Linked DNA regions of Sus scrofa: all the other regions are linked to region 1. The links are chromatin contacts, called in public targeted proximity ligation maps. All regions are on one chromosome and are shown on one strand. The core of a region is the stretch at or near the end of the contact, and the rest is flanking DNA. Distances in the headings are between cores, read along the strand shown. Region 1 has its middle 31 kb from the start of TRIB1. Region 2 overlaps NSMCE2 (E3 SUMO-protein ligase NSE2). Region 3 overlaps NSMCE2 (E3 SUMO-protein ligase NSE2). Region 4 has its middle 180 kb from the start of TRIB1. Region 5 has its middle 160 kb from the start of TRIB1.

Region 1 (5,453 bases), core at 783-3,282:
TTGTGGCTGGGGTTGCTGCCGTGGCACAGGTCCGAGTCCTGGCCCTGGAAATTTCACATCACATGAGCATGGCCGGAAAAAAAAAAAAAGATATACAAGCTCCAGAGATATTTGTCAAGATTGCCATGTGTACATGGAAGTTTAGTAAGGTAAAAAAGGGAGAATAATTTACTTAGAATAACTTGTACTACAAAAAAATTCAATTAATTATGATCTATACCTACTGCCCACCAAAAGATAAAATCCAGTTAGATCATATGGTTATTTGTTCATCCACTTACACCCACTGTGATGGCCAATTTTATGGGTTTACTTGATTGGGCCACAGATACTTAATCAAATATTATTCTAGTTGTTTCTGTGAGGATGTTTTTGGATACCGTTAACACATAAATCCGCAGACTGAGTAAAACAGATCACCCTCCCTCATGCCAGCAGGTCTCATCCAGACAGTTGAAGGCCTGAAGAGAACAAAAAACTTGACCATTCCCCCTATCAAAGGGAATTCTTCTTTTCTGACTGCCTTTGATCTAGGACAATAACTTTTTTACTGCCTTCAGACTCAAACTAAAACATCGGCTCTCCTGGGTCTCCAGATTGCCAGCTGCCAGATCTAGAAACTTGAGAGCCCCCATAATTATGTGAGCCAATTCCAATAAATAAAAAATAATAGAAAGATGATAGATAGATAGATAGATAGATAGATCCTATTGGCTATATTTCTTGGGAGAACCTTGAACTGCCTACATCAACTGCCTTTTTTTTCTACATATGAACTTAGATATAAATGATGAGAGAAGTTATATTCATAATAGCCCAGAAACGGAACTGCTTATGTGTCTATCAACAGGAGAATGAACAAGCAAACTGTGATATATCCATACAATGGAATACTACTAAGCAATAAAAAGGAATCCTGCTGGTATACACAAAACTACGGGAGCATCTCAAAAGCGTTATGCCAAGGGAACAAAGCCAGATAGAGAAGACCACATACTATATGTTTCCATTTATACAAATCTCTGGAAAATGTGAATTTAATAAACGGCAGCTATGAGCAGATCGGTGGTAATTGGGACCAGGTACAAGGGAATATGGGATAATAGAAATATGTTGCATATCATAACAGAACAAAGGGTGGGGGAAAAAATGTAATTGTAATGTATACATGTAAGGATAACCTGACCCCCTTGCTGTACAGTGGGAAAATTTAAAAAAATTATTAAAAAAAAAAAAAAAAAGCCTATCAAGGAACATAAAAAAAAAAAAGAAATATGTTGCATATCATGATTATAGCGGTGGTTACATGGGTGTATACATTTGTTAAGCTCATCAAACTATATGCAGTTTATGCATCCTATTTATGTAAATTATACCACTCAAATTGGAACTCGAGCTTCCCAGAGGCCAAAGCAAAAAGAGAAAAAGAAATATTCACAAGCTTTCCTATGCCCAGAGGAGAAAAATTGCAAAGTTCATAAAATAAAATTGGATCACAGAGATATGGTGGCTTCTGAGCATTGTGGGAACACAGAAAAGGAAGTGACTCATTCTGTTTGGGAAAACCAGGAAATGCTACAGAGATGAGGGTAGGGGGAAAAAAATTGCTAATGCTGACTGTTTGGGGAACGTGGATGTGAGAGGGTGGGATCGGGCTTCTGGATGGGAAACAATCAGCTTAACTCATTTCCTAGTTGTCCTTCAACTCTAAAGAGGGGGGATCGGAGGTCACATTCTCAGGAAGCAGGAAGCAGGCTGGGGCCAGAGCCTCCGTCTCTGCAGGGCCTGAGGAAGGAACTGTCACCCCACAGCCGGGAGGGGACATGTCATTTATTTACCCACCAGTGTGTCACAGATCCCTCCAAACGAGGCTCAGAGCCCAGCTGGACCTTGTCTGGAAGGCCTTCGCTGGGTCAGCACTAACCCTCTGGCTGCCGGTGTGTGCGGAGGTGGGGGTCCCCGGGGGAGGGTCGGAGCTGCGGGAGAGGCGAAAGGATGACCAGCCCGTTCAGAGCGTGTTAGGATCTTAGCAGGCGATCCGGCTGCTGTGTGGGTCCGTTATCAGCGGTGGCCCCTCCCACGCGGATGGACCTCCCCTCCCAGCTGCCTTCCGCAGCCAGAGTCAGGCCTGATTATCACCAGCTAATGAGAATTCCTGGTCTTGGTCATCTGCCCACTTTCAGGAATTTGCTATTCATGAGAAATGTCAACTTTACGAAAACGAGCCCTGTGTGTCAGCTCTTTTTCCCACATTCAGGGTTTACAGCTGACAGGAGTTTGTTTCACATGATTTGCTGATGGGAGAAGAGGTCGTAATCCAGGAAACAGCTCTAGCAAATCATCCCTGAGCCAGCAGGGTGTTCTGGAACATTCTTTTTATTTTTCCCCTTAGAAACCACTTGAAAAGGGAAGCGTTGGGATTTAAACAAGGTTAAAGTGGAAGACTTGGTGCCCAAAGGGTTCATGTTCCCAGGGTAGCCCAGAATGGCTACAGGATTGAGAAGGATTCTGGAAACTTCGAGGGAACCCCCAGTGCCTGCCAGAGGAGAATTGTTATTCAGGAGTATAACACCTCATGATATGACATTGTTTTATTCACTCATAGGATTGAAACTAGTGAGTCCACTATGTAGACAAGGATAAAATGCAAGCTCTCTGGTCCCGGGTAAGTAGTGCGGCTCATTTCAACCAAGCACCATCCCCTCAAGCACGTCTGGTCATTTGACTTTCTTTTTGCTCCTAATCTGACTTCTGGACCAACAGAGAATTAACTTCATAAAGATAACAATGCCAGCCTGTGGAATTCTCACAGGGCATGTCCAGAGGAGGCATATGCTTTTGACCACAAGACTGGGAAGGGATATTTCTGAGGGAGAACTAACTTCCTTAAAGGGAGAGACCCTAGCTTTTAGGGGTTTGAAACAATAACTCTGGATGGAGCCAAGCACAGGAAATATTAAAGCTCTCCAAACACTCAGAGAGAACAGGAAGGGCCTGCCACCCATCCCCAAGCAGTGCCGGGTCTCCTCCAGGGCTCATCCAGCCTCCACCAAGTTCCCAAAGAAACGTGACATCCTAGAGCCATAATCCTGATGAATGGGTTTGTATGGCACCCCAATGTTTATGAGGGCTCTCAACCAAGCTTCCCACAGCCCACCAAGGAAGGTTGAGAAGGCTTTACTGAGATTGAGACACTGAGGCTAGGAAAAAGACCCCAAGCTCATTTAGTTAGTCAAGGGAAAAACAGCCTAGTTGTCAACAGCTTTGTCTCTGCAGTCTTGCTGAAACCCTGGCTGGCTGCCTTCAACTCATTGCCTTACTCCCTGGAGCTGGTTCCCTGCCCCTGCAGTATGGCGCATGCTCCAGGAATGGGGTTCCATGGCCACACTACCAGGGGTCAGAGCTCCATCATGTACCAGTTGAGTGACGGTGGACAGGTTATTTCACCTCTGTGCTTAGTTTCCTCATCTCTAAGATGGGGATGATACTGGTACCCAAGGCACATGACACTCAGCAACATATGGGGGAGAAAGAAGCCAAACAAACCCAAAGGGCTACACTGCATGATTCATTCTCCTTGTTATTCAAAGTGGGCCAGCAGCTTAATGAGTATGGGGTTTCCCTGCAGAGCGATGAAAATGTTTTGGATCTGGATGGAGATGATGGTTGCACAACATTGCGAATGTACTAAAGGCCCCTGGAACGTCAACTCATTCATTTTCTTATGCGAATTTCACCTTCATAAAAATAATTTTTTTGAAATGGGCCGAACTCATCTCTACTGCTAGAGGTCAAAAGCAGGGTCACTTGTGGGTGGGGCTAAGACTGTAGTAAGTGGGAGAAAGCCTAGGGAGCCTGTTGGGAGAGGTTCTGTGCCTTAGTCTAGGTCCTGGATGATCACAGAGGTGAAACTGCTCAAGCTCCGTGCTTGAGATGGAGGCACTCAGAGGGTTACTGTGAAAAGGAAATGAGATGGGCTGCAGCGAGCTCTCTAAACAGCCCTGGCACGTAATAAATGCTCGAGAATGTGGAACTCCCCTTAGTAGGAGTATCATCTCATAATATGAGGAGGATCGGATGACACAATACACACAGGGCTTTTAGTACAGGAGCTGGCTTTTTGTATGCTACCCCACCCCCACCCCTAACAGGCCATTTTCATTAATTTTAAATTGAACCCAAACCTTCTAGCTCAAGATTCAGAGCGTTTTGCAAAGCACCATGCTGCCCACCCCTAGGGCTTGGTTTGACATTAGCTTTGTGGAAAAGAGCCAAGGGCTTGGAGTTTCCACTGCGGCGCAGGGAGATCAGTGGTATCTCTGGAGCACTGGGATGCTGGTTCCATTCCAGGCCCGGAACAGTGGTTCAAGCATAAAGATCTGGCATTGCTGAGCTGTGGTGTAGGTTGTAACTGAGGCTTGGATCTGATCCCTGCATGCCTCAGGGCAGCCAAAAAAAAAAAAAAAAAAGAGCCAAGGACTTAAGGATTAAGGGTTGGTACAACACGGCACTCCCTCTGGATAAACTGAGTTACCTCCCTAGGGCCAGCCTGGATACAAAGCAAACTATTTGCCATCGCATGGGCAGAACTTGGAAGGGAAAAGTCACCTCTCACTCACCCAAAGGCTGGCGGTATCTGGGCAAAGATTGTCCTCACTAAATCCTGCTTTCATGAGCCCCTGACAAGCACAGCCTACCCAGTTCCTTAATGGGTTCATTTTATTGGCTCCTATGCTGCCCAATTACTCTTTTTTTTTTTTTTTTTTTTTTTTGTCCCTTTTCTTAGGGCCACACCCATGACATATGGAGGTTCCCAGGCTAGGGCTCCAATTAGAGCTGTAACCGCCGGTCTACACTGCAGCCACAGCAACGCCAGATCTGAGCCTCATCTGTGACCTACAGCACAGATCATGGCAACACTGGATCCTTAACCCACTGAGTGAGGCTAGGGATCAAACCTGCATTCTCATGGGTGCTAGTCAGATTCGTTTCCATGAGCCATGAAGGGCACTCCCGCAATTACTGTTGATTGGCAAGCTTCATACAAACCCCAAAAAATGAACTCCCCTCCCTTGGGCCACAGAGTCTCAGGTACATCCTCACCTCCCCAAGATCTGAGAGGTGTGACTGCTTTCATTTATTGGGTGTCTCTCCTTCCAAACCCGTCTCCTTGCAAGCAGCAGCCCTGGTGGGGCTTGGCCGTCATTTCAGCCCACACGCAGCCCCTGGAACTTAACAACAGGAACTTAATAAATGGGTGAGGGAGGGAGAGAGAGAGCAAGGGTTTCCCCAGTTAGGCAGACCCTTCAAGAACAGAATCATTTCCCTACCTTCTGATCCTAAGAGAATTTGTTCAGGAAGAAAACCACTGTCACAAAAAGAGGTTGATCTCAGTCGGGAAATGCAATGGCTTCCTGGCTCCTTCTGAGGCGGTTTAATTCCATTTAGAAAAA
Region 2 (5,453 bases), core at 1,836-4,335, 220 kb after region 1:
TGCAAGCTACAGGATGTGGGAACAGGGTGAGCTGATGCTTTTTACTTTCCTTGCAGCTCTCGGGAACTTGGAAGAGGCCAAGAAGAAACAAGAGCTGCAGGGCTCTGAATAACCATTTCATAGTGTTGGCTATAAAACAGAATTGCTGGGTTTGAGGTGAATGGAGTTGAAAGGACAGAAAGAGGGTGTCAGAGAGCTTAAAAGAGCCACGGGATGAGAAGCAGCACTGCCTTCCCCTGAAGGAAAAGCTTTCCTGTTGGCAGAGTTGTTTCCAGGCACTGGCCCCCCGTGCCTCTCTGAACGGCAGAACCCAGCGCTGCTTTGAGAGCTGATTTTAGCCTCTGAGGTAATGGGAAGGAACATTAGGTTCTCAGACTCAGCTCATTTTAGGGATTAGCGCTATGGCCTAAGAAAAATATGCTGGGTATGTGGTCAATCACTTTCAGACGTAACCTGCTTACGAAGCCGCTTCGCTTTAGCAATAGATTTTAGCACGGGTACTCCAACACAATCACTCATTTAAAACAACAACAACAACAACAACAACTCGGTCTCACAAAAGAGATCATATCTTCACTGGGCACTGACCTCCCGTTTTCTTCTACTTCTAAGGGTTCTTTCTTTTCCCTCAGCCAAGCCCGTTAACGAGAGGCAGTTTACGTAGTGGTGAAGGGCATGGACTCTGCAGTCAAATTTTCTGGGTTTGAATCAAAAAGATTCAAATTGGGCAAACTGCTCGACCTCTCTGAGCCTCAACAGCCTCCTCTGTAAAATGGGGATGAATACCACCAGCCAGCTCACAGCAACTGGAACAGAACAGGCTACACAGGAAGTCATCAAAGAAGGTCCATGACTGTCAGTGGTTAACAAACAATGTTACTACTGTGATGTAATGACAGCCTTGTACCTAGCCTTTAAAAAAAGCATATGACTAATGTATTTAATAACTTGCACATCAGCCTTTCCGAGTTAAGAATGTACTTCTTGAAGGTTTGCTAATTTTTTTGTCTCAAATACCTCAGTTTCTGGCATATGAGAAGAGCTCATAAATGTCTGAGGATGGGAATGAATGAAAGGAAGAAAGCTTTGTGGATCAAATAAGGTTGTAATATTTGCCATATAAGTAAATTCAGATTTGACGAGCTTTTATTAAGTGCCTACTTTATGCCAGACCCTGCGTGAAGTCTTTATGTTGTTTTAACAAATGTAATTCTGTGTACAAAACAAATCTAGGTAACTGATAATAACAGAGTGACTACTGGGCTAGGCTGAGCTTCATTTAGACTAAGCCACCAAAGTTGACAACCCAAAAAGGGCTGGTTAACTCAACTCTGTGGAGTTAATTTTGAAGCCATACAAATAACTCATTTATATGCCACCAAAATGAGCAGCAAAGGGACCACATGACCAGCATGCAAGGGAAGGCTACAGCGGGACTGGCATTCCCTCCTCTAGATGGAGGGCAGGGTGATGGCACCCCTTCCGGGTACAATAAGCACCTTGGGGATATTTTTAGCACCCACAAAGCCCCAGTCGGAAAGCCCTGCTTTAAAGGATCTCTTTAACCACAGAATAAGGAACTATGTATTACATTCAAGACTTGGCAGCCACTCAATTTCCAAATGTTAGTTTTTCATGAAATCATCATATATCTCAGGGAAATTTCAGCTCGATCTCAGCTCTTTTACTTTTTTTCCTTTACTGGGAAGAAAATTCTAAGCCAGCATAAATGAGTAAGTGGATTTCAGTCCTCTGAAAGGGCTTTCTGGGTGTGGCTGAGATAGCTAGCTTTGAAAACTTAGCAACACAGGATACATTATGAGTAAGTTCTTTCCTTTTTTTTTTTTTTTAAACAATGATGCTAACTCACCAGATCCTTCTGAAAGAGTCCTTTTATTAATTTCAATGAAGTCAAGTAGAGAACAAGTTGTAATATGAAACACAATTTATGCAACTATGTTGAAATTCTCTGCCTGAGTTACATCTCCTAATGCAAGAATTTTATGGTAAAACAATTTCAAAACAACATCTAGCATTAGCTTAGGCTCATTTTGGTTTCAGGCTGTCTTTCTATACAAATCATAGAACTCCTGAGGCAAAATGATAGCGCCTTTAAGGAGGAGAAAAAAAAAAAAATCCTGTTCCCCACAGTTTATAATAAAAGAGCTGAAACTAAGCCTTGATTGAAATTATACTGTTAGGCAACTCCAGAAACTAAACACAAAAACATGGTAAAGATTGCAACATCAAGGGAAAACCATCTTCATCGATATCGTTTTAGATTCCCAGCCGTTCCTGACCCGAGCCCACATGAGAGCAACTGAACCTTCAGAGGCTTTCCCGCAGTCAGCCAACCAGCAACTCCCTCCTTCCTCAACCACGCGGGTTGCCCAGGGAAAGGCACGCAATACATTTAAAGGGCCAATAGAAATCCCGTGGGTGGGTTTGGTCCGCCTTTCAAAAACCAATGAACTTCCCATTATATAACCTTTAATACCAAGAGAGAAGTTTACAGTCACATACCCGACTAAACTATAAGGCAGGCTTCACTGCATGCCTCATCGTGGTTTTTTGTTGGTTTTTTTTTTTTTTTTTTTTTTTTTTAAAGAAGAAGTAAGGAAAAGTAAAAGAAAGAGTGTCCTGAATGACACAATCCATCTAACTCAGGTAATGTCAGAAAATTAATGAATCTACATGGTGGTACGACCTAGGCTTGCTTTTTGTGATGATTTTCAGGGCAATCTGAGGTTTTCAATCAGAAAAATGTAGGCATCTAAAAACATAAGCTCCATGACATTTTATTAATTCTTTATAAAATAAAGTCTTTTAACCACAGCAGAATTCTGAGAATCTGGCTTTTCCAGAAAGCCCAAGAAAAATACTTTAGTTTCACCATTCTCAAATTCATTTGACTTTGAAACAAAATAAACATATTACTCTATTTAATATCTTGCACAAGCGAATTCACAAGAATGAAATGTGTTCAGAGTTCCTAGAAAAAATGTAGCAATACAGGCTGCCAACTTGTTCAATGTCAAGCTCTAGGCAGTATAGCCACACTAGCAGTAAATGACTCAGAGTGAGTCACGCTTAAGCTATTTTTGCTTTTAAAGTACTGCCAGGCACTGTGTTAATATTCAACCCAGAGTAAATTTAGCCCAACAAGAAAACAAGTGTTTCCATGGCTGCTTCTTCACACTGTTTATGGTATATATGCAGCCATTAGGCACAGGAATCTAGCCAGATAAGTTAAGTAGAAATGCTCATCTATTATTTATATCCAGGCTTTGGAACACTGCAAACACGAAATGCATCTTAGGCTATTCTTTCAACTCCTTCTGTCTATCCGCCCCTCCAGACCCCAAAGAGCAACGACATAGAGAGGATACTATTAATGATTCATTTAAAAGTTTGTGCCGTGAAACTCTAGTGGACTGTTGTTCACGGATTTTATGTGGCTCTGTGTTAAGAGTCACAACGACCCATGTTTCTCTGATAGTGCGGCCACAGGGAAGTAAAGTGCTTTAAAAAGTATCTAGCAAAAACAGCAGGAAATGTGGGCTATAGATACCAAATAGAATCATTGCACAGTATCAAGTATAGTGAACAGTTAGCCTGGTAATGTGAACACTCAACAGGTGTTTAAAAAATAATGCCTGTTCTAATTTGAAAAGATACATGCACCCCAATGTTCACAGCAGCACAATTTACAAGCCAAGACATGGAAGCAACCTAAGTGTCCATTTATAGATGAATGGATGACAAAAGTGGGGTGTACATATACAAGAGAATACAGTTCAGCCACAAAAAAGAATGAAATAGTGCTATTTGCAGCAACATGGATGGACCTAAAGATTATCACACTAAGTAAAGTAAGTCAAAGCCGAATATCATATGATATCACTTATATGTAGACTCTAAAAAAAGATACAAATAAACTTATTTACAAAACAGAAACAGACTCACAGACATAGAAAACAAACTTATGGCTACCAAAGGGGAAAGGGGGTGGGAGAGGGATAAACCAGGATTTGGGGATTAACAGATACATACTATTATATATAAAACAAACAAGGACTTACTGTATAGCACAGGGAACTATATTCAGTATCTTGTAATAGCCTATAATGGAAAAGAATCTAGAAAACATGTATTTATATGTGTATACACACACACACACACACACACACATATAACTCAATCACTTTGCTATATACCTGAAACTAACACAACAATGTAAATCAACTATACTAGAAAAAAAATATATTGGTGGTGAGAGATGCATGGCTAATAACCGACTGATCTAAAAAAAAAAAAATTTCAGTTTTTCAGAATATGCTATTTTTATTCCAAATGCACATGGAATTCTTACACTTGAATAGCACAGTGACTATGAGATGGATGCTAGGGCTTTTCCCTAAATGGTCTGTTTACAGCTGTCAGAATCCTCAGCATTACCTACAGAATCTATGCTACAGTCATATACAGTGATTAACTATTCTGCTCAGTTAAAAAAAAAAAAAAATCCAAGCTATCCATTATTCCAGCCCAGGTTTTCAAATTAGGATGCATGAACCTCAGTATGCAAACTTTTGGAATTTTTATTTAAAGTTTTATCTAAAAAATGAGGGGAAAAAAACTAGGTCTTCCTAATAACATACATGCTGACATTATGCAGAATATGTATAAATCTGAATAAACAAAATATCAGGAGGTGTCTGCTCCTCTTGAGCAGAACCATCGAAGACACATGGAGACCACTGCTTTAGTGCACACACCGCCTGAAGGATGGAGTCCTTTCCTCTTCGCGGCTAGTGCTAGCCCACTACGCGTGTTCAGTTTTTTTCTTTTACATTCGAATGGTCACTGGCACAAAGGGAGTATAGTGGAAAAGCCTAGGTCAGCAAGCAACTGGAGAGGAGAGAGAAATGGTAATCTGAGCGAGGCTCGTCTGGAAAACAGCCATACAAAGAACCTCGGCCCAGCTGTAATGACAGGACTGGCACAAAGACAGCTGCTTAGAGTCAAAAAAAAAAAAAAAAAAAAAAAAACAACTGACGAGTTAGTTCTCGTATCAGAATGCCTAAGCCACCCAGACTGCCTGAAAGTTATAATGGAGGCTCAAAAGCTATTTTCAATGAACTTGAAAAAGCCTAGCACAAGTGTAGTTACCTAACAGACATCTTTCGAAACGCAGTTGGGGAACGACTGTGAAGGGGCTCCTCCATGGTGCAAAAGATGGAAACTCTTAACATCGTCTCTAACTTGCCTGAAGGGCATCATTTGTTCTCTTGGAAAGCAGCTAGCACATGGCTTGACCTACAGTAGAGGCTTAATAAATCTCTGCAACAAGCAGATAAAACATAAAACTGTATCCTCACAAACATCTTCTTTGAAACCCATGGGTTCTAAGCTCTGTATTCCTTACCTCTGTGATTACTGTAGAGGTAACT
Region 3 (5,453 bases), core at 1,024-3,523, 180 kb after region 1:
CTTACCTCACAGGGTTGTGGAATGACTAACACCCACTGTACAGTACCTAAAACACAACAGATGCTCAGCAAACAGTACATCCCTTCCTCTTTTTCTGAAGTGATTGGACATGGATACAGAGGTCATTGTGTAGGTCTAGACAAAAGGAATGCAAAATTTGAGAAGTTGCAGGGTAAACATCCAGCATGGGTGGGCTTGGCAGCAAAAGAGAAAACACACACGACTAGAGTTCAGGACATCACGGAGAAAGATGAGGTGAGATGAGGACAAGTCACTGGGTTGGCTGGCTGGCTGGCTGCGGGCACAGTCTTGTACGCTGGGTACCACAGGAAGATACAGGGAGGCACAGGAGTGGTTTACCTCTGGGGGTGTTCACAGCCCCCTGAGGAAGATTGTTTTTAACCCAAAGTTATAATATACAATGTTAAATATGCCTAAGAATTAGGTACAAATGACACAGGAGAGTCAGGGAACAGGGGACAGGGTAGGAGAGAAACTGGGGAAAGTTTCATGGCAACTGCAACGAGAGTTGAATCAAAGGACGTCACATTTTTCCTAAATGGTATGAAAGACACTATTCTCTGAAGCATATGTGAAAACGAAGAGAGGAGTGAAGAGTCCTTTCCAGCTTAGCCATCAAAATCATACAGGATAAAAGCAAAAATAGGGAAAAGGGGGAAAAAGAAATGGATCAGGTGCTGAAGCCACCTGGGATAACTTATTCTATTATTATCTTCATTCTCTTCGGATTGGCCAGAAAAATGTCAAGACCAATCAAGCACAAATAGATTCCTATCATTAGAAGTCTAACCCTAGTTAGTGAAACTGAAGATTCATTTATCCTATAGAAATCAGTCTAGTCATGCAAATAAACATGACCAGAACTGGCAATGTTCTGGCCCCCAAAACATTTGCCCAGTGGAAAACTGGTAGCTGATATCCAGTCAATTGGGAGAGGAACTTGCCTCACAATTCAGAAAGCAACTAGTTTTTATTTTATTCTTTTTTGTGTGTCTTTTTAGGGCCACACCTGTGGCATATGGAAGTTCCCAGACTATGGGTCGAATCTGAGCTACAGCTGCCAGCCTACGCCACGGCCACAGCAATGCCAGATCTGAGCGGCACCTGGGACCTACACCACAGCTCACGGCAACGTGGGATCCTTAACTCACTGATCGAGGCCAGGGATCAAACCCTCGTCCTCATGGATCCTAGTTGGGTTCATGACCACTGAGCCACAATGGGAACACTAGCAACTAGTTTTTAAAACCTAGTCGTGTCTTTAAAAAAGTAGGTGAACTAAAAATAAAATCACTACATTGACAGGAATTAAAATGAAATCAGTACTAGGAACTTTCACTGAATGTTTAAAAACCCTGTTGTGCTACTTGATCTTGGAACCGCCTCAGTTTTAGTAAATGAGTTAAAACATTTTTTGGTTTCATTTTCATTATTTGTCTGTTGTGAAATCTTGAATGCTTGAAGTTTTCCACTGCGCTCAGGTTCCTCCACCTATCAAACCGTAGGGGTTAGGCTTCACCTGGATGCTGGGGGCGAACAGGGAGGAGTCATGGGGTCGGGAAACCTTCCTTGAACCCAGGTGCAGAGGCCCCTTCTCAAGAGCTCTGCAAGTCCCTGGAGAGTGACATCACCACGTCGGTGAATCACCGGCAGTCCCATCCATCTTGCAAAAGGAGAGGAACTTGAATGCAGCATGAGTTATGCTGAACAGGGCAGAAGAGGCACCTGGGGCGGTTGGGGGGGTGAGGTGTGGGGGAGGGCTTGAGAAAACTGGGCACCTACCAGCTCCAGGTGCCATCAGAGCACCAGCAGGTTCTCAAGAAATGACCACATTCAAGAGATCTCAAATTCTCACACATAATACAGCAACCCAATTCCACAGGTATAGAAACTACGTCATGGAAGGGCACCAGCTGACTCCAATCCACCAATGGAGCCAGAAACAGGGCTAGAATTAAGAAACGAGCCTCCAACTTTTCTGCCCACTTCCTAGCCCACTCCAGTGACCTGAAAGGCACACTTCAGAGGACAGTGATGAATCACAATCATACTGCGGTAGGAAGAATTAGATAACAACCAGTTGCAACTTCAAATATGTTCACAAACTGTAGGCTGGAAAGGTAGTTTTAAAACCCACTTTTCAATTCTTTTGAACTAAAACCAAATTTAGGACGCTACAGAAAGGCAGTTCAAACAAAAGCTAATTTTGTTTAATGAACTAACCAGGAAGGCATTGTGAAAGTCTTGTGCAACTAAATGCTTAGCTAATTACTGTGAGATCAAATAACTGTTACCATAGTTACCGCACACTGTTTTCCATAATAACTTTTATCACTTCAATAAATCTTTGTGACGCAACAAATATAAAAAGTTTACTGTAACATGACTATAATGTTTTGGAAGGCACACACTGATGACTGACCTCTTGAAATTACCTGCCCATATTTGTCAGTGAACAAGGGCTGATAGTGTGTCTAGTTGACTCCAATATCAAAATGTTTCACTGGCTTCTTGTAAGAGGCTGTAATTCCTCAAAAGTTGAATTTACCTGGTCCAGTCATTCAACGGAAAAATCAAAAGGCCCTTAGAGCATTACATCTTGTCTCTGAATGAGCTTAAAAATAACAGCAACCATTTATGAAGCCCTAATTGTGGGGTTCCATGCCAGGCAGCTGACATACATCATTATCTAATCCTTCCTACACTGCTGCTGGAAAGAACCTGGTGTGGTGTCATCCAGCTTCCTCTTGGGAGAGATTTCAACCCAGGTCTACTGAGCTCCAAAGCCAGTTTTCTTTCCACTATACCACACAGCTTTATATGTACACAAAAAAACCCAAAAAACAAAAAAAACAAAAAAACCATTTCTATAATTATTTTCTTGCTGCTATGTGTAGTGTTAAAGCTCCAGTGAACTGCCACAGAAGACTCCCTGATACAAGGCCTGGCTGGTCAGTTAGCTGAAATGATGTCACTTCACTGGATGTCACTGGAAATTGGAAATTCCTTCCCTGGATATACTGGAAGACTTAGTTATATGACTATTTCCAGCAACATCCCCCAACCTCCTGGGGGGCAGTGGGACTTAGTCATTTTGTTACTTTCACTTTTTCCTTATCTTGCCCTTTCCTAGAATTAAATGCTAAGATTTTTGAATACGTGAAGTCACAAACATGGCCTAAGAAGTTAAGATGGACAATAAACATGTAATATGAGTATGATAAGATAAAGGAAACTACAGACTCAAAATTCAGAGGCCGTATAGCCTTGAGCAAGTCACTGAGTACCTCTCTGGGTTTTCCCATCTTAAAAAAGGGGCAATAATCCCCACCTACTAACTCACAGGGTTATTATGCAGATTAATTATTTCATGTGGTTGAGTTCTCTGAAGACACAAAGTGCTAAGTAAACAATCGTTACTGAAGTGAAACATAGAACACACGCGTGATTATAGAGCATTAAAAAGCAGGACTAAGAGGGAAGGATGAATTAGTAGAATTGGATTAACATATACAGACTACTATATATAAAACAGACAACCAACAAGGACCTTACTGAATAGCACACGGAACTATACTGAACATTTTGCAATAATCTCTAAGGGAAAAGAATCTGAAAAAGAATATATCTATATCTATCCGTCTGAATCACTGTGCTGAACACCTAAAACTAACATGACACGGTCAATCAACTCCTACTTCAATAAAAAAACTAATTAATAATAAATGAAAAATAGCTGAAATAGTAAAAATATTAGTTGATCAAAATCTCACCCTATATAAATTTTTTTAAATTAAGATTGTGAGAAAATAAAAAAGCAGGATGGAAAGCCACTATCAGCAGAGTATTCCACTGCCATAAAAGCAAGCATGTGTTCTCTCCAGAACCCTGATGTAGGATCTCTAGGGCTCCTTCCGATGAAACCTGATTCATACCTATTCAGCACTGTTACAAAGGTCTCAGTTTTAAGAAGCCAAAGTCATTTCATCATTGATTTCAAAGATGAACAGGTAGGATTCATGTCAGGAATTGAAGCAGCCCTGGATGACGCAGTTGCAATCTCCCTCCTGTTAGACATCGCCAAAGGCTGACACCTTTGTCGTCCGTTCCCCGCCCCGCTGCCTGGAGAATTTAAGTTGGAAACTTGTCCTTGACTCTATCCTGTCTTCCCATCTCTTCCATTCAGTCAGTTACTGCTACCTCTCAAATATCCCTCAAGTGCAATCAATCCCTTCCCTCTCTGCCCACCTTGACGGTACCTTAAACGAGACCCTCGTCACTTACCACAATGACCACAAGTCTTAGAACTGTCTTCCTGCCTCCAACTTTCCCTCCCCCTTAAATCAACGGGTCATCCTACCCAGCATGGAACATCATGCTGATCAGGATTCACCTCTGTTTAAAACAATTCAACGCGCGCCACTGCTTTCAGGATAAAATTCAGAGTCTTCAGCAAGGGATAAAAGACTTTCTCTACACGTCTCCAGCTTCATTTTTCTACCTCTCTCTTCATCATCCTCTTGTCACTCTCTCTTCCTACAGCTCCCTCTGCTCACCGCTACTACAATAGCCACTACACTATATTGAAATTCTTGTTCCTTGTAAAGATACCGGTCTTGAAGAACCCTAAGGGCAGTGACTAGCCTTTACCTCAGCCTGCCATAAACTACATATGTACCTAATAAATGTTAGGTGAATGACTGAACGAATGAACAAAAGCTTCTGGAGAACAGGGTAACCAGTTATATATTTTTTTGCTATGCTCATAGCCTGGTAAAAGATATTTGAGCAATTAACCTGAATGATGTTTTTAACTATAGATGATGATGATTAACTGATGCAGGATGTCTTTTTTTTTTTTTTTTTTTTTTTTGTCTTTTGTCTTTTTAGGGACTGCACCTGAGGCATATGGAGGTTCCCAGGCTAGGGGTCTAATTGGAGCTGTAGCCGCCGACCTACGCCACGGCCACAGCAATGCAGGATTCTTAACCCACTGAGCAAGCCAGGGATCGAACCTGCAGCCTCATGGCTCCTAGTCAGATTCGTTTCCACTGTGCCATGATGGGAACTCCAGAATCTCTTGTTATTAAGACTCAAGTGAACTAAGTTATCCTTTGCAATACAGACTTCAACGGAGTCAAGACTGCCCTTTAAGCTTTCAGATTTGGTCAGATTCCATGAACTACTGCCAAAAAGCAAACACTCGAAGCATAATACAAGAGCCTTAACGATTTTGTAGAAAGCTGTGGTCGCATAATGTTCACACCTATCAGAACCCCTGCTGTAAAAAAAATTCTCTTCATCAAAGTTATGACAGGGACAGGAAATAAATTAATCCAGCAGTGAGTGGCATACACAGGAGTGTCGTTTTAAAGTGGTATGGTTTTTGTTTGCTCTCCAGATAGAGAAGAAAAGGTGAAAGAAAAACAGCA
Region 4 (5,453 bases), core at 2,057-4,556, 150 kb before region 1:
GGTCAACCTACGGGACGCTGGAACCATGGTGGGAGCCAGAACCAAGGGAATAATACCTCTGCTGATACTTCTTTTTTTTTTTTTTTTTTTTTTTGTCTTTTGTCTTTTTTTGTCTTTTGTTGTTGTTGTTGTTGTTGTTGCTATTTTTTGGGCCGCTCCCGCGGCATATGGAGGTTCCCAGGCCAGGGGTTGAATCGGAGATGTAGCCACCGGCCTACGCCAGAGCCACAGCAACGCAGGATCTGAGCCGCGTCTGCAACCTACACCACAGCTCACGGCAACGCTGGATCGTTAACCCACTGAGCAAGGGCAGGGACCGAACCCGCAACCTCATGGTTCCTAGTCGGATTCGTTAACCACTGCGCCACGACGGGAACTCCGTCTGCTGACACTTCTGAAGGCAGCGGGGAGAAGGACCCTGGTTTTTCCCTTCCTGATGCCCTTCCAAAGTGGTCCATTGCCTCCCATTGACTGGACCAAGCCAGAAACCAGTGGACACAAGAGTGACAAAGGGATCTGGAGCCAACCAGCCCTGGGCCAAAGAAGCAGTCTACTTACAGCAATGCAGTAAGACTCTAGAAATGAGTCTCATCACAAAGAGACTCAGAATCCCAAAGACTCAGACTCTGGAAGACCATGGGAATCCATCTGGCCTGACCCCTCATTCCACAAGTGAGGCCTTGAAGAGGAAAAGAATGTGACTTGCCCCAAATCCTCTAGCTAGGGGCAGCCTGAAGCCCAGGCATCTGAATTCCCAGGTCATAGCCTTTTCGCAGCATTAACTTTACAAGGATGACTAGCACTTCAACTTAACAAAGGGATGTATTCCAGTAGTTGATTTTTTTTGTTTGTTTGTTTTTACAGCTGCACCTGCCGCACACAGAAGTTCCCCGGCTAGGGGTCAAATCAGAGCTACAGCTGCGGCCGACACCACAGCCTCAGCACCATGGGATCTGAGCCTCATCTGTGACTTATGCCGCAGCTTGCAGCAATGCCAGATCCTTAACCCACTGAGCAAGGCCAGGGATCAAACTCTAATCCTCAAAGACAGCATCAGGTCCTTAACTCACTGAGCCACAATGGGAACTCCTAACAGTTGATTTCTAAGACAGTTGTTTGGATCTTTGTACTCATTTTCCCGTAGAAACAAAGTTATCTTGGCTGATTATGGTCCCAGACTGGCTGTTTAGCCCACAACCAGGGAAAGAAGGAAACTTCCTTCTCCCAGTTAATGTGAAATCCAGAGGCGGATCAGCCTCTCTTTCCCAGGGCAGAACAGAAGAGCCTCCCCATCTCCTTGCTTTACCATTAAGGGGGTGCTGGCGGGGGGAACCACCCTGCCTCCATCACTCCTCTCTCATCACAGCCAGACTCTCCCACAGTGGTCACTCCTGTGGCTGCAGGGCCAACAGCAGAGCAGACTCCCCTGGAAGGCTGGAAGCAGGGTTTTTTGTTTTGTTTTGTTTTGTTTTGTTTTGGGGGGGTTTCGTTGTTGTTTTTGCCCTTCAAACCTTTGCACTGTTGGCACTCCCCTAGTCACTGGCCCACCTCAGGCCTGCAGTTGTCGCCGTGGGGTCTGAATCAGCATCTTCAAAGTACAGGCATTATTATGAGATCATTTTACATTTGGAAAAATGAAAAAAAAACAAAAAAACAAAACCTCTTTTACTTTTCTACTATAAGTGCAACGAGGTAAAACTCACAGGTACCCATGGGAAGTGCTCTTAGAAGGTGAGGAGAGAGGGAAGACGCAGAGGGGATGCGTTCTCTGGGGGTGAATGCTCCGTTCTCTGGGGCCGCCGTGGGTTCAGTCTCCTGTGGTTTGGGGCAAGAATTCCTTCAACAGCTGCATGGTGGCCCAAACTTGATCTCTGGTTTTAGACATGCCACTTGCCATCGGTGAGCTCCAATTTTAGCAACCAAGCATCCCCATAGAGAGGAACTACTCATCTACCCCAAAATGAGAATGAGGACAAATTTCCTGGGAACTTAAACCAAAATGCAATTTGGGAGTGAATGCAGAAAAAGAAACCGAAATACACTTTCTGTTCTGCAGGTCGAAACACAGAGCTGTAGTTCCTCAAAACTTAACCCTACCTCCCAGCTGAAGAGAAGAGGAAATCAAAGTCTGTACAGCTCTGGCAGCAGTCATGCTCCAGAACTCTTCATGAAGCTTCCCTACCCTGCAGAGTCGGAAGTGACTCTTCCCCATCCCCCACCCATGCTCCTGTCCCTTGTTCCAACTGGCACATCCCACCGGGTCATTCACACGGGCAGCACCATGCCCGCCATGCCCCCACTTGGAGGGGGGATAATTTCCACCAGCTGTAGTGTGAATGGCGCCCCCTGAGTTGGGTCCCACTTCTGCCAGAACATCTTGCGGATGGCCATGATTTAAGGCTGACACTTACAAGGAGGCCACAAGCTCCTAGGTGAGTTCCTGTGACTTCTGCGTCCCTGGCACCCAGCACAGTGCCTAGTATGGAGTAGAATCTCACTAGAAACTCCTAGGGATTTCAGAAGCAATGAATGTGAAAGGAGAGTCAGCACCCCACTTAGACAGGAAGTAAGCAATTACTTTAAATAGGAGCAGCATCCTAATTAGAGTGTGGATTGTTCTTGAAATAACCTTAGATACTTTATTAGCACCATGCTGTAACCAACTGAACTAACCGGCCGGCCCGTGTGAAATAACCTTAGATATTTTAAAGGGTAGATATAACATAGTGATTAAGATCTCTGGGTCCGAAGTCAGAAGGATCTGAGTTTGAATCCCTGCTCCACAACTGCTGAACCATATTCCCAAACCTCTCTAAGCCTAGGTTTCCTCATCTGGGAGGGCCCACTGAGATCACACCTTAGCCCACTGCCTGATACACAGTAATGTCTTGGTTGTAATGACAAAGTTATGTTGTTATGGCAATTAATCAAAAACTAAACATTAATCCTAAATGGCACATTTTAGTTATCAGTACTCATATCCCCCAAGAAGGAATATGCTGAAGACGTATTGAGTGCTCAGTTAATGTTTATTGAATGACAGAGAATGAGCAAGAGACAGAGAGAATGAGAATGAAGGTGGGGGAAGGTACTAAACCAGGAGTCAGAAGAGATACAGCTTCAGATCTGACATCACTAACATTGTGACTTTGAGTCAGTACCTGTCTGGATCTCAAATTGCTCCTTCTTAAGATTGAAGGGTATCAGATGGTGTCTCAGGTCCCTTCTCCTGGAACCCTTCCCCCAGAGAGGAGCCCTGTAGCCCCTGATCATTTTTGCAGTGTTCCCTCAGATCCTGCAGGTGGTGCTACTGAGTTAAAAAGAGAATTGTTTTTTTTTTTCAGCTTGGTTCCAACTGCCAAGTCTCTGCACCAACAACAGACTGGGAATTAGGGAAATGACTGACTTGTTGCTGAAAATGCCTGGGGCAGTAAACGAATCATTCCATTTCCTTTCTTCCCTAGTTGGCCTCTCCCCGGTGCCATGAAAACTTCAGGCCCTGGATTCTAAGTCCAGTTCCACCACTTCCTGGCCAGTGACCTTGGGCAAAGGCATTTGCCTTCTTGGAGCCTAGTCTTCAAAATGAGGCAAATAATACGGACACCCCTGGAGCCCTGGGAACATTAAACAGTGGTTATCAAATAGAAGAGTCCAGTGCCTGGCACATAGTAGGTATTCAAAAAATATCCATTCCTCTTTCATTCGTAAGGACTATGGCTAGTGCTTGAGAAGTAAGGAGCAATGTGCAGTAACAGAGTAATGAGATGAGCTTCCTAGGAGAGTCAGCATGAATCGAACCTTGTAGGATGGGGAGAGTTTTCCGGACGGATCATGAATTGTTGAATAAAGCCAATTAGATCTTCACATTTACTCAGTTGAAGTTTGGGGGGTTTTGTTTTTAGTTTTTTATGGCTGCACCCATGGCATATGGAAGTTCCCGGCCCAGGGATCAAACTAGCCGCTCTGCAGTGACCCAAGCTGCTGCAGTAGGACCTACTGCACCACAGCAGAAACTCCATTTTTTCGTTCCTTTTTTTTCTTTCTTTTTAGTGTCGCACCTGCAGCACATGGAAGTTCCTGGGCTAGGGGTCAAATTGGAGCCGCAGCTGCAGGCCTACACCGCAGCCACAGCAACATGGGATCTGAGCCACATCTGTGACCTACTCAAGCAGCTCACGGCAATGCCGGATCCTTAACCCACTGAGCAAGGCCAAGGATGGAACCCAAATCCTCATGGATACTAGTCAGGTTCTTAACCCACTGAGCCATGACGGGAACTCCCTGAATTTTGTTTTTTAACCCAGCGCAGTGGCCGCTGCACTCCAGTAGGGCAGAGTCTAGTAAGAGCAAGGCTTAGGATGGAAGTGACTGCAACAGAGGGAATTAGTCCTGTCCTAATGATGACGATGGTGATAACACTAAATCCCGGTGGGATTTGTGAATGGGAAGCGCTGGGTAAAACTGGCTCTGTGTTCAATCCTCCTCACAGAGACGCGGTCACTGTCTCTAGTTCTACTTGAGGAAACACACCGCCTCTCTGCAAGTGACGCAGGTGGGGTCTGAAATCAGACTGGAGGCTACGCTGGATGTGCAGCGCTGGGGGTACAAGGAAGAAGCAAGTCCACACTGTCGGTAGGTGGGAGGGAGGCCCGCAGAAGGAGGCCCGCAGAGGGAGGACACAAGACTCGGAGGTCTGGACGTGGGAACAGGGCATCGACTCTGCAGAGAGGCCTGCAGCGCTGAGCTCTGGAGTTCAGCCTGTTCCCGGAGAGGACGGGACTCACTGCAGGGTTCCAATCAGGGGGATGCTGAGGGGAAGGAAATGGGCCCCCGCTGCCTCTCCCCTCGCCCCCTCAGCCCCCAGGAATCTGGGCCAAGACAGAATCCTCGGGCTTCTAATTAACGTGCCCATCAAGGAGCCTGTCCAGCCTCCATGTGGCGCGTAAATAATTTACAGTGATGGAGCGTGTTTATGTAGGATGGCAGCCAGCAGCCTGCTCCTTCAGCCTCAGTGCTTCTTCTCGCTCCGCTGGCCAACAAGCTCCCCCAGGACCCACAGGGAGGAGTCAGAGGCTGGAGCACCCAAGGACTCCTTCCCATGTGCCCGTCCCTGGGGAGGCAAGGGAGTTCATGGTCCAGGACAGCTGAGGAGCGATGGGCCCCAGTTCCCAAGGAAATCATGTCCTCTTCCAACGAGTTAGAAAGGGTTGACGTGGCCTCGGGGATGGGGCCGAGGGCTGGGCTGGGAAGTAAGGAGCTGAGCCGGGTGGAGAAGGGGAGAGAAAGAGAGAGAGGGAAAGGGAGGGAGGGAGAGAGAGACAGAGAGAGAGAGAGAGGAGAGAGGCTTCCTGCCTGAGCCTGCAAGGGCCTGGACTGTGGGTGCACTGAGCTTCCCTGCCCAGGAATGAGCGTTCCCAAGGAACACTCCTCAAGCCCATGTACCTTCTCTCCCC
Region 5 (5,453 bases), core at 1,898-4,397, 130 kb before region 1:
CCCAATGAGCAAGGCCAGGGGTCGAACCCGCAACCTCATGGTTCCTAGTCAGATTTGTTAACCACTGAGCCACGACGGGAACTCCCATCCCCCCCTTTCTAAATGTAAGAGTCTTATGTGTTGTTATACCATGTGTTCCTCTTCCAGGATTCCCCTTTTCCCTGCAGCGCTGCTCACAGCAGGAAATGAACAGAGTAAAATGGAATCAGCCTTTAAATTCAGATTAAAAGAGGGATGCTAATTGGAGACACCTGATTTCAAGCTGTGGTCAAGGTTTTGGCCACCGGGATGGCTTGGATCAGCCAGTTCAGTGGGCTAAATATCACTCTGTTATTCCCCAGGGACCCTCCTACCTCTTGGCTTAAATAATTTCCTGTTACTCTATCATCATTCTTCCCTATTGCAAGCATATCCAGGGAAAGTACTTTACTGGTCAACACTTTTCATTGGTTCCATGACCAGTGCCCTCCCCGAGGTCTAGCCTCAACTCGCTGGAAAGCTAGCGTCTCCCTGTCTCAGCAGAGAAGCAGCCACAGAAGAAGGGCCCAGGAGGACCCTGAGGGGGAGATTCCATTCGGCCCCTGCTGACTTTTCCAACCCTACCTCCTCTGTATGCTTCTCAAGTTCCCCAGACCCCAGTCCTAAGCACCAACCACACTTGTCAAAGTCACCCCCAGCCCTTTCATGCCTCTAAGCTTTGTAGTTCTTTTTCTTCTTTCTTTTTAAGGCAGCGCCTGTGGCATATGGAAGTTCCTGGGCCAGGGGTCAAATCGGAGCTGCAGCTGTGGCCTACTGCACAAACATGGCAGCACCAGATCTGAGCCACATCTGTGACCTATGCAGCAGCTTGCCGCAGCACCAGATCCTTAACCCACCCAGTGAGACCAGGGTTCAAATCCCAATCCTCATGGACACTGTGTTGGGTTCTTAACCCACTGATCCACAGCAGGAACTCCTAAGCTTTGTAGTTCTTGTCTTAGCCAGGAATGCCCTTCCCACTGCTTTCCTCATTTATTAAAAGTCTATTCATCCTTCAAACCCCAGCTCAAACCAGCCCTTTCCTGAGGTTGCCAGTTTCTCCAGCTAGAATTTTTTTTTTTTTTTTTTGTCGTTTCTAGGGCCATACCCGTGGCTTATGGAGGTTCTCTGCCTAGGGGGTCTAATCAGGACTGTAGCCACCAGCCTACACCACAGCCCAGGGCAACGCCTGATCCTTAACCCACTGAGCAAGGCTAGGGATCGAACCCGCAACCTAGTCAGATTCGTTAACCACTGAGCCACGACAGGAACTCCTCTCCAGCTAGAATTAATCACTTCCTTTTCTTCATTTCCATAGTACTCAAACTCTGAGGGTTTTTTTTTCACTTATAATAATGCTTATTTTATTGGGTGGCTGAGAGAGTCAAAGGAAACAATGTGTGGAAAAGTCTTAGAAAAATATAGCAGACTATGTCCACATGGATTTGTATTGTGACAATTCTTCCCTCCAGGAGAGCATGGTTGTTCTGGCTGATGTTATGGTTTGCTTTGTACTTCCCTCCCTTTCCTGTATCAATTAGGGTATTTGGGGTTGTGTAATTCTGTCTACCTTGAGTACCGTCTCTATTAAAAATAAATACAAAAGGAATACATAGACTCCGTATCAGTTCAGAGATGAATTTGGCTGCAAGTAACAGAACCTCCAAACATAGTGGTTTAAAACAGTAAGGAGTTCTCAGCAAGGGGTCCAAAGGAAAGATGTTGCTGAGCAGGGTTGCTGTCTGTGCAGTCCTCCTAACCTCTTCCTCATGCTTATAAAGTATCTGCTACAGCTCCAACCATCACGTCCTTCCTCCATCCTGGAGCAAGGGGAAAGACATCCCCAGTAGATAGACATTTGCATCTCATGCACTAAGCCACACAGCTACCCCTCCCTGCAAGGGAGCCTGGGAAAGTGAACTCTGAGCTTTCCACCTTCTAGGACAGAGAAAGCATAGCTTGAAGGGAGTTGGGATGTGTGCTATTCTATCTGCCACAAGGAACTCTCAGGAAGAAGGAAGAGCTGATCATCCGGATGGTAGAAACTAACCTGCAGTTATCTTCAGAGTGCTGCTCACTCAGCCACTCAGCTCCTCTTGAGGTTCTTGAGTCATAATTTACTTTCCCGTAGTCTGACTTTCCAGCATGAGGCAAACGCCCACACTTGGCCGGAGGAATACAGGAACCTTGACCAGCAAGCCCCACAGTGTGGTATTGGATGAGAGACAGAATGAAAGAGCTGGGCAGATGAGAAACAATAAAATGCTCACATTGCCCTTATTAGGATGGGAGCTCCCCAAAGGCAGAACCCCTGACTTTCTCATCTGCTCATCGGCCGCTCTACCTGGCAAAATGATGTACTCAGTCAATCCACTGTGACTTGAATGATTTCATTCTTCAGCCAGGAGCATGAGTTTGTTTTCTCCCCCTTTGTTTTATTTTGTGTCATTGTCATTTTCATCCTCATGTAAGCATGGGTCTTGAAGCCAGATAGACCAGGAATGGAATTCCAGCCTCACTAAACCTCTTTCTGTGGCTTTGGTCAAGACACTTTACTCTCTGTGCCTCAGTTTTCTTCTCTGTAACATAGAAAGATTGAGGAGTTCCCGTTGTGGCTCTGTGGGTTAAGAACCTGACTAGTATCCATGAGGATGTGGGTTCGACCCCTGGCCTTGCTCAGTGGGTTAAAGGATCCAGCGTTGCTGTGAGCTATGGTGTAGGTTGCAGACGCAGCTAGGGTCCTGCATCTCTGTGGCTATGGTGTGGGCTGGCAGCTGCAGTTCCAGTTCAACCCCTAGCCTGGGAACCTCCATATGCCACAGTTGCAGCCCTTAAAAAAAAGAAAGAAAAGATAAGAAGATGGAAACCAATTGCATGAGGTTGCTATATGAATGGAACAACACAGGGTGTGTAAAGCACTTAGTAAGTATGTGGCCCATCTAGTCACTCTAATATCAAAGGCCTGTTATTATTTTTATGTTGGAATTTTAAGCAATGAGAGCACAATAAATAAGTCGCTCCATCCAATTCCCCAGGAATTCCTGTTTGGATTCCTACCAATGGCAGGTTTGATATTTGAGGAGAGAGCAAAGTTCTAATCTTTCCAGTTCATCCTAAAAATAGTCAGCTCTTCTCTGTACAATCTGTCAGCTCAGCAAGTCCCATCTAGGGAACCGGGAGATTGTGTAAGGCAATCTTTCTAAACCGGGGTCAAATGTTCTCCTTTACCCGAGAGTAACTCGCAAAAGATGCACATGAAGATAAGGGGTTGGCCCATTAGTGCGGGGGAGGGGATGTCTTCCCACCCGCGCTGGGGTCTGATGTCTGGAGCCGCAAGGATAAAATGCAACTGGCACCTTTTGCATTCTGGAGAGAAGGGATATTTTTCTCATGTTTATTCATTCAACCACGCAAGTCCATAAATGAAAGACATTTGCTGGAAGCTACTAGCTCAGAAACCAGTAAATGCAGAAGAGCAGAAGTAATTAAGTGAACCTGCCCCTGAGATCTCATGGTCAAGCCATTTATTGAAACCTTTAGGCATTCAACAACAATAATAATTAATATTTATTGAGCGTTTATTAGGTGCCATCCCTAGTTCTAAGACTTTATGTGCATCATTCACTCTTATTCCTTCTCTTTTTTTTTTTTTTTTTGCTTTTTGGGCCTGTACCTGTGGCATGTGGAGGTTCCCAGGCTAGGGGTTGAATTGGAGCTGTAGCTACCAGCCTACACCACAGCCACAGCAATGCGGGATCTGAGCCGTGTCTCTTACTCCACAGCTCGAGGCGATGCTGGATCCTTAACCCACTGAGCGAGATCAGGGATGGAACCCGAATCCGCATGGATACTAGTCGGGCTTGTTACCGCTGAGCCACAATGGGAACTTCCTCTTATTGCTTATCTTAACCTCATGAGATAAGGACTTTATCTTGGGTGCCAATGAAAACGTTGAGGTACCAAGAGATTAAATAACTTATCTGGACTTTTAGAAACTCCCTATCTGGGAAGCTTTCCATTGTTATGACCAGTGTAGGGGACTTCTAACATAGGAGGGGGTCACTCATTGTCAGAATCAGCAAAAGGGAGTTCCCGTTGTGGCTCAGTGGAAAGGAATCTGATTAGTATCCATGAGGGCGAAGGTTCAATCCTTGGCCTTGCTCAGTGGGTTTAGGATTCAGTGCACTTTATGGCTGTCAAACCAATGACATCCTCTGGACATTCTCAAGGGCTTCTCTAGGCTCATGCTCTTCCCTCCCCAAGCAGGTCTTTCCCATCACCTTCTCTAGTAGCCACATCCTGCTCATTTTGCAAAACTCAACTCCACTGCCTCTCTCAAAAATCAAGAAAAATTTCCAGGAATCCCCCACCATATTACCTAGGTATGATCTCTCAAACCTCTGTTTGTCCACCTCTGTTGGCCCCAACATTTTGCCAAAAATTATGTTCGGCTGTGTATCTGGCTTACTTTGTCTATGAAGTGAGTTCTCCTCCAAAGCAGAGGCCATGTGTGGTCAACTGTCTTATCTCCAGGGCCTGGCATTCCTGGGTTTAGTGCCCTGGTTCATGGGCACTAAACCCATATGCCTGGCTCACAGTATGCCCATGTAGGTGCTTGGCTGCCATTCACAGAATGGAATGGAAAGTGGAAATTCAAAAATGAGATAACGGGAGTTCCCATTGTGGCTTAGGAGGTTAAAAACCTGACTAGTATCCATGAGGATTCCGGTTCAATCCCTGACCTTACTCAATGGGTTAAGGATCTGGTGTTGCTCCAAGCCTCAGCGTGGGTCAAGGATGTGGCTCAGATCCCATGTTGTTGTAGCTGTGGTATAGGCTGGGGGCTAAGGCTTCAATTAGACCCCTAGCCTGGAAGCTCCATTTGCCACAGGTGCAGCCCTAAAAAGACAAAGAAAGAAAGTAGAAAGAAAGAAAGAAAGAAAGAAAGAAAGAAAGAAAGAAAGAAAGAAAGAAAGAAAGAGAAAGAGAGAAAGAAAGAGAGAAAGAGAGAAAGGAAAAGAAAGAAGGAAAGAAAGAGAAAAACGAGATAACACAAGGGAAATTCGTGCATCCCCAGGTTAGAGCGTGAGGAAGAGATGTCAGCAGATGCCATGAGCAAGAGAGACCAACAGGTTAGACAACCAAGACTTTCTAAGATTTAACGATTAACTTAACTCTGTCCTCTCAAGCAAGCTGCTGAATTCCCCAGTTGCCACCCAGAGGAGATGAAAAGCAGAAGTCATATTATAATTTTGTGCAACTTTGGGGGAAAACCACAGCTTCTACTCCTTTGGCTTCCACACCCTGTTCTGCCATTCCCTCCCCATCCAAATTTTCCTCTCCACCATACAAGAAAATCCGAAGGTGCCTCACTTTAGTAGTAGTAGTAGTAGTTTGTCTTTTTAGGGCTGCACCTGCAGCATAAGAAAGTTCCC

Evidence for each region.
Region 2: a contact with region 1 is called in a targeted proximity ligation map of alveolar macrophages. A contact is called at or near these places in 2 of 2 datasets of targeted methods (alveolar macrophages and skeletal muscle).
Region 3: a targeted proximity ligation map of alveolar macrophages shows a contact between it and region 1. A contact is called at or near these places in 2 of 2 datasets of targeted methods (alveolar macrophages and skeletal muscle).
Region 4: a contact with region 1 is called in a targeted proximity ligation map of skeletal muscle. A contact is called at or near these places in 5 of 47 Hi-C or Micro-C datasets (alveolar macrophages, liver, omental adipose tissue and 1 more) and 2 of 2 datasets of targeted methods (alveolar macrophages and skeletal muscle).
Region 5: a contact with region 1 is called in a targeted proximity ligation map of skeletal muscle. A contact is called at or near these places in 4 of 47 Hi-C or Micro-C datasets (alveolar macrophages, liver, omental adipose tissue and 1 more) and 2 of 2 datasets of targeted methods (alveolar macrophages and skeletal muscle).

The regions. Positions count from the first base shown.
Region 1 is chr4:14,263,894-14,269,346 of Sscrofa11.1, forward strand. No RefSeq gene overlaps it. Among named protein-coding and RNA genes, the nearest start is that of TRIB1, 31 kb to the right of the region's middle.
Region 2 is chr4:14,487,181-14,492,633 of Sscrofa11.1, forward strand. All of the region lies in intron 4 of NSMCE2 (E3 SUMO-protein ligase NSE2), which reads right to left. Among named protein-coding and RNA genes, the nearest start is that of WASHC5, 110 kb to the right of the region's middle.
Region 3 is chr4:14,440,283-14,445,735 of Sscrofa11.1, forward strand. The region is part of intron 4 of NSMCE2 (E3 SUMO-protein ligase NSE2); the gene reads right to left. Among named protein-coding and RNA genes, the nearest start is that of TRIB1, 140 kb to the left of the region's middle.
Region 4 is chr4:14,114,280-14,119,732 of Sscrofa11.1, forward strand. No RefSeq gene overlaps it. Among named protein-coding and RNA genes, the nearest start is that of TRIB1, 180 kb to the right of the region's middle.
Region 5 is chr4:14,130,549-14,136,001 of Sscrofa11.1, forward strand. No RefSeq gene overlaps it. Among named protein-coding and RNA genes, the nearest start is that of TRIB1, 160 kb to the right of the region's middle.